Linked DNA regions of Sus scrofa: region 2 is linked to region 1. The links are chromatin contacts, called in public HiChIP or PLAC-seq maps. All regions are on one chromosome and are shown on one strand. Each heading gives the region's core, a stretch centred on a gene start, on an enhancer-like site or on the middle of the called end of the contact. The rest is flanking DNA. Distances are from core to core; before and after follow the strand shown. Region 1 overlaps JMJD1C (probable JmjC domain-containing histone demethylation protein 2C). Region 2 has its middle 190 kb from the start of JMJD1C.

Region 1 (3,488 bases), core at 670-3,169:
ATTATCTAATCTGGTCTTCTCTACCATAGCGTATAAAAAGTCAAAACGAGATTTTTAAAGTGTGACAATGGAAGATTGGGAGCTTTGATAGCACAAGAGCTTATAAAAGAAACTGAATCGTAGTTACAACTCATATTTTGTCTTTCTGGGATAGTTTGCTGTGGAGACAACATCTATTATCAATTGATTATTATGAAAGTATCAGTAGTGATAAGTGTATTGAAAAGTTTAAGTTGTGTTTAATTAATATGTTATTCAATATACAGGAACTCTAGAAATATTTTTAGAATTAGTAGGATTTTGTTAAATTTTCATTTTTGTTTGTTTGCATTTTTGTGGTTGTTTGTGGGGGTTTTTTGGCTGTACTAGTGGCATGTGGAAGTTCCTTGGCCAGGGGAACCCACACCACAGCAACAGCCTGAGCCATTGCAGTGACCACGCTAGATCCTTAACCTTTTGTGATACAAGAGAACTCTATAAAGTTTCTTCTTTCTATGAGTTATCTTTTAAAACTCCCCATTTTTTGGAGACAGAAAACTATAAAAAGCATTTAACATGCCTCATTCATTTTATGGTTGCTTTCTTTTTTTCTGATAAGAGTTTTTCTAGGTAAGTTAAACTTTTAGGAATAGCAAAACAGTGATTGGGAATAATCGTGAAGTACATTATGCATATTATCTTTGTTAGCGGTGCTAGGTAATTAAGATGTTTAATTATGATGCTTTGGAGTTACAGTTTTAACTCCCCCCTTAACTTCTGAATAAGTTAACACATTTGTTAAATATAAGCATTTGCTCTACATAGCCCAAGTGAAAGAACAGGTAGACTTAACTGGGTGTTGGGGGGTGGTCATAGTATTAAAGACTAAGTCACCTGGCAACTCCAAGTCTCTCAAGTTACAGGACTTGTTGGTTATTTCAGTTTGGACTAGATTGTTTTAATTTCTGAGGAAAGAGGAATATGGTATAGTAATTTCCAGGTATGTAGGCTTCTCATTTCCATAGCAGGATATTGGAAATAGTGAAAATGAGCCCCAGAAAGTATATGGCATGGTATTAATTTTGGAATTATCCTTTGCTTTTATTTTATTTTATTTTGTTTTGTTTACTTATTTATTGCCATGCCTATGGCATGTGAATCTTCCCTGGGCCAAGGATCAAACCCAGGCCACAGCAACAACCCAAGCCACTCCAGTGACAGCACCAGATCTTTAACCCGCTGCACCATAGGAGAACACCTTCATTTTATACTTTAAAAATGAATGTTTGGAATTCCTATTGTGGCACATTGGTTAACGAATCTGACTAGGAACCATGAGGTTGTGGGTTCGATCCCTGGCCTTGCTCCGTGGGTTGAGGATCCGGCATTGCCTTGAGCTGTGGTGTAGGTTGCAGACGCTGCTCGGATCCCTCATTGCTGTGGCTCTGGCGTAGGCCAGTGGCTACAGCTCCGATTAGACCCCTAGCCTGGGAATCTTCATGTGTCGCGGGAGCAGCCCTAGAAAAGGCAAAAAGACAAAAGACAAAAAAAAAAAAAAAGAATGTTCACTCTTTATGATTAGAATAGTCATGGGCACAATTGTCTGTATACTCTAGCTCAGTATTAGTTTGTACCTAAGAATTATTTTTAATAGAATACTTTTCAGAAAATATTAATGCAAACATAATTTTTTATTGTCTTAAGTTGAGCTCTCTCTCTCTCCCTCTTCACAAGGTAGGGTGAGACTGCAATAGGTAGAGTGCTAATCAAGGGCAAGGAAGTTGGGTTTTTTGTTTTATTTTCTTAAACTTCGGCTGTTCTGAAAGAATATTTTCAGTTGCTACTTTGGAAAACAGTTAACAGTTCCCAGGCCTTCCTGAGTTTGTTCAGTTGTAAGTTTGAGGAAACTGCAGTTAGTAAATTGTGGTTGGCAGATGCTGTAAGCAGGTGACTCAATAGGTTGAACTCATGATGACTCAACTATGTAAGAGCCATGCTGATAAATAGCTTGAAAGAAAAATTGCCTTCTAGACTTGAACTGCCATAAAAAGTTCAAAACAATTACTAAAAGGTACCACAAAGAATATTAACATGTGGCTTTAGAAGGAAAGACATTTTCCTTTAAGTGGCTTTAAATTTTTACCTAATTGTTTTTCTGATTTTTGCTTTGTGATAATTCTGAAAGGAGAAGACTCTTAGCAAATGTAGTTAAAAATGCAGAAATATTACAAGTCTGCATAAAGTATATTCAAAAGAATATTTTTTAAAGATCAGTTTTATTCAATTAGGAGATTAGCAGAGAAACAAATCGTAGTTGTTTTTAATTAATAAGTGTAATCTAATTAACTTTTTATTTAACCCTGATAAAACTGAACTAAACAAATAAAAGTAGTCATTTTCTTCTAAATTGATGTAATAGGACATGTATATTATATCCCATTCCAAAATCCCATTTGGGTTTTGATAAATTAATTACATCCGGTGAGTTGTAGAGTGTGTTGATTATGATATCCATTCCAAATTTTGGAATACCATATTCCTGTAAAATGATTAGCAGACATCATTTTCTGTATTTAACAATAAAATAATATGGTTAATTGTGTTTCCTTTCACTTTCTGTGATCCTGTTACTAATATCATAAGGAAAATATTGAAGAACTCAGAGATTATTCAAAAATTTAATTCTGCCAGTGTATGGATTAGAAAAGCTTGTGTGGGAAGAGTTTTGAGATTATACAGACCCTTGCTGATTTGGGATAAATTACCTAGTCTTTGAATATGTTTTTTCATCTATAAAAGAGAGAATAATATCAAACTAAGAAAGGAGTTGTTAGGATTAGATGAGTTTAAGACTAGTGAAAAGTTAACCTCTTCTGTCATTTAAAATTTAATTTTTTTATTGTTTACACTGACAAGTAAATATCCTTATTAAATAGACATTTTTTAAGGCTGAAAATATTTTGTCCTGTTAGTCATATTTAGGATATATTTAAAGTATATTGAAACTGAAGGATACTGCTCATCTAGGATGATTGAAGAGTGGTAATGCCAACAATCCATAGTCTTTGAGGATTGGTTTTGCAGTGTTTTTAAGGAATAGGGTAAGCAGATGTGACTTTCATCATATTGGCTTCATTTTGGTTAAATTGGACTTTAGTTTCAAAGATGAAGTATTGAAGGTGCTTTTTTCAGGGGTGTCAGTGTAGAGGTAAGCTTTTAAGAGTGAAAGGACAGCTGGCCCATGATATGTAAAATAGGTAGTCTTTCTGTCAATAATTAAAAACTGATTAAGTTTGGTTTTACATTCACCATCAGTTTTCCTAAATTATTATATGAGTGAAATACATATTAAAATGGGCAGTTAATCATCTATAGTACAATACTGAAGTGCAACAGGGAATATAAGGTATGATCATGTAAAACACCTGGTACTTTCTAAATTATCTTTTTTAAAAAGTTAATTTCTGGGAGTTCCCATTGTAGCTCAACAGGTTATGAACCTTACTAGT
Region 2 (3,488 bases), core at 640-3,139, 450 kb before region 1:
TTCACATCATTGTTGGGGTGAACACTGAGTTAACCAAATGTCTCCATGTGTTATCAGTGGCCTATTTCTGTCTCTGCTCTGCCTTCACTAGTGCTAGCTTCATTCTAAAGCTGAGTCTCTAACAGTTGTAGGAAGGCTGTCAGTCATAGTCAGGTCTCAGACATTCATCCGATGGCAAGAGGGGCTTCCAGATGATCATTGCAAGCCAGTATCCTAAATCTATCTTCATCATATAAGCTCATGTCATATATGATCAAATCAATTCATGTACTCATTTAACAGATATTTATTGAGTATCTACTAGTTGCCATCCACTGTTCTAGATTCCAGGACATGGAGATAACATTGGATAACTGACTGGCTTAAGCCAGTTGGTATCCATCACTAGAGGTGGGAGTTTGTTCTGTTTCTCCCAAAATACATGACAGTACAGTATAGGGGTAGAAGTGAAAACCTGGATAAAGACCTTAGTGCTACTGGGAGAGGGGGAAAAGGGAATGTATATAAGTTAGGCAGCCAAATCATCTAGAGTCTTGCTACTGAAAGTGTGGTTCATGAACTGGCATGATTGATAGCTGGGAGCAGATAAATGCAGAATCTCAGGTAATGTCCCAGTTCTGCTGGATTAGAATCTGAATTTTAACAAGATCCCCCAGGTAATCATGTGAACATAAAACTTGGAGACGCACTCATCTACAGGACAGATAAAAACATTGTTATGATTGGAGCTGTAGGGGAAAGAAGTTGGAAAACAAACCAAATGGTCTTGGTAGCACACACAGTTGTTGAGATGTTGCCAGCTCTTAACAATTCTCCTAGTAGGAATTATGTACCTAGCTCCTCTGTCAGAGATGATTCATCCAAGGGAAGATACACCTGCCATGGGTGGACCAATTAATGGATCATCCTTCTGCCATTTCAAACATGAATAGTGAGAGCAAGCTATAGAAGGCAGCTGGAGCAGAGCTGCAAGTTGACAGAGCCCTAGCATGTCCAGAAGTAACTAATCTGGGGACCTCCAAAGTGCTCTGACCCTTGGTTATTTGGCAACTCCTTTGATTTATCTGTTGCTTAAAATATCCCCTTTTTAGCTTAAGTTAGCCATAAGGGGTTTCTCTGGCTTTTCATTGAAACAACCTTAACTTATATCACTTTGACTTTCTCAGTGTAGTTATATACTGAAGATGAGAGCTTTTTGGTCTGCCTTGAGAGAAAGACCTAAGTCAACTCATTTCACCATATAGTGTCTGAGATGCATCTGGCTCTTTTCTCTCCAGTTTTTAAACTTGATTCCTAACATAAGCTGTAAATACTTAATTTCATTCACAATTGACTAACTTAAAAATAGCCATTTTTACAATATTGTTTTTAAAATTCTATCTATTCCAGAAATGCTCACATGTTCCATAATGCATGTTCCAGTTTTGGTTCACTTTCTGTATATAAATTAATGTATCTTTCTAGAAAGATCAATCTATGTGTCCTCTTTAATCTATCTATTGTTAACTTTTTTCAGACGCAGCTGCCTTTATAAATATATCTACTGAATGATAGAATTGTTATACCAGTTTTTCTTCTTTTACATGTGAAATGTTTTTAATCAAATGTTGGCTAATAGCTAGGCTGTTTGGAAATTAAAAATCCTAATAGATGGGAACAACAATATACACATTTAAAGCTTAATTACTCCTTCAGGCTCATTGTGAGAAAATCAAGGCTTTCTTTATTTGTCTAATTCTGTATTCCTTGGAGTATTTCATCTTATTCTACAATATCCTCATTTTCTTCTTTTCAAAAAAAAAAAAAACTAACCCTAATGCAACGAAACAACGAGGTCAAATCTTACAAGGAACAAACATGACATCACAGAGGGAAGTGAGTCACTGTGCATCAGACTGGGAACTGAGTCAGGACTAAACTGACTCACATCTTTCTGGGCCAAGAACCAATTCTAGTTATATCATGCTGGAAAATGACTCATTTATTACCTTTATTAGCTCCCCTCCACATCAAATCAACTGCAAATTGGAGTCGATCTTATGAAACTCAGGTGGCCCTTTTTGAGGCATTGCTTTCTACTGGTGCACAGAGGCTTTCTGTGAATGAAACCAACTGGTTGTTTGACTGCAAACATTCATGAGCCTAGCCTTGTCAACAGTGTATTGCACTTATCTGAGCTGACCACATCTAAACATAATCTTTTTAGTCTCTGTAGAGTAAGGGCATTTTGGGGGATAATCTTTTGGTTGATTGAAAATCTGTTATCATTCATGGGTTTTTTTTTTTTTAAATGTTCGTTGTAGGAAATAATCTGAAAAAGCAACTACTCAGTACTTTTTTCAACATAAAGTTCAGCAATAGCCAAAAGCACTTATTTCTGCCCCATAGTTACCTCTGCAACTAAACTGAGTACAACAGAAAGTTGCACTGGTAAAGTGTTACAATTAAAATTAGAAAGGAAGGCAGGGAAAAAGAGAGCTTCAAAATCGCAAGACAGTTCCCAAAGCATCTTAAATAAGTACCTTATTAAGAAGTATAAGTATTATTATTATTATTTTTTTTTTTTGCTATTTCTTGGGCCGCTCCCATGGCATATGGAGGTTCCCAGGCTAGGGGTCGAATCGGAGCTGTAGCCACTGGCCTACGCCAGAGCCACAGCAACGCGGGATCCGAGCCGCGTCTGCAACCTACACCACAGCTCACGGCAACGCCGGATCGTTAACCCACTGAGCAAGGCCAGGGATCGAACCCGCAACCTCATGGTTCCTAGTCGGATTCGTTAACCACTGCGCCATGACGGGAACTCCAAGAAGTATAAGTATTATTAACACCCAGAAGTCGGCAACGAATTCCTTTTTGATATATGCATTTTTTTTTTAGCAGAACCCTCTAAGTGGCGAATAGAGCCACAAACAGAAATTTCACATACTTATTCAGAAATTCTGACAACACTGGTGTCACTATTCCATATGACAATTGGCTAGGACAGCACATCGGCTGCTCCTTTAGAGAGGACACTTACAGCTCTTCTCTGATAATCACCACTCTGCACAGTCCCCACTATTCCCTTTTGTCTTAATGGGTTCCTTTCTCTTTACTTGCTTGATCCCTGGTAGGCATTTGAGTTTACAACCCCTGATAAATAGATTTCTAACTTTTTCTTACTACTAAATATAATGCAAAGAAATAGAAAAATCTTAAAGAATTGTAAACATTAAAAGTTTATCCACATTGCAGATTGGCCAATCTTATTTTTGATTTTTCAATCAGATCTTTCTTTATTAAGCATGTATTGAGCGTATTATCTATGCAAGTCGATGTGCCAGATGCTATACATAAAAGTGTAAGATACTGGCCTTGCCCTCAAATTGCTTTTTATGTAATTGGACAGGTCATAGAAGCATGTTCTTTATTTAAACTTCTGTCTTTAAAAGCCTTAAAATGAGGCTCAGAGACTTTATATAACTTAACCAAAACCTTAGTGAGCT

What was found. HiChIP or PLAC-seq counts read pairs in DNA pulled down with a chosen protein or histone mark.
Region 2: a contact with region 1 is called in an H3K27ac HiChIP or PLAC-seq map of alveolar macrophages. The contact joins two enhancer-like sites. A contact is called at or near these places in 1 of 47 Hi-C or Micro-C datasets (embryonic fibroblasts) and 2 of 2 datasets of contacts at active chromatin or transcription factors (alveolar macrophages and skeletal muscle).

Annotation. Positions count from the first base shown.
Region 1 is chr14:66,700,567-66,704,054 of Sscrofa11.1, reverse strand. The region is part of intron 3 of JMJD1C (probable JmjC domain-containing histone demethylation protein 2C); the gene reads left to right. Among named protein-coding and RNA genes, the nearest start is that of NRBF2, 110 kb to the right of the region's middle. Within about 2 kb of position 1,919, at least 9 of the 83 cell types and tissues checked have an H3K27ac peak or open chromatin away from gene starts, as enhancers often do. A contact at or near this core is called in alveolar macrophages, where this site is marked.
Region 2 is chr14:67,154,267-67,157,754 of Sscrofa11.1, reverse strand. No RefSeq gene overlaps it. Among named protein-coding and RNA genes, the nearest start is that of JMJD1C, 190 kb to the right of the region's middle. Within about 2 kb of position 1,889, at least 9 of the 83 cell types and tissues checked have an H3K27ac peak or open chromatin away from gene starts, as enhancers often do. A contact at or near this core is called in alveolar macrophages, where this site is marked.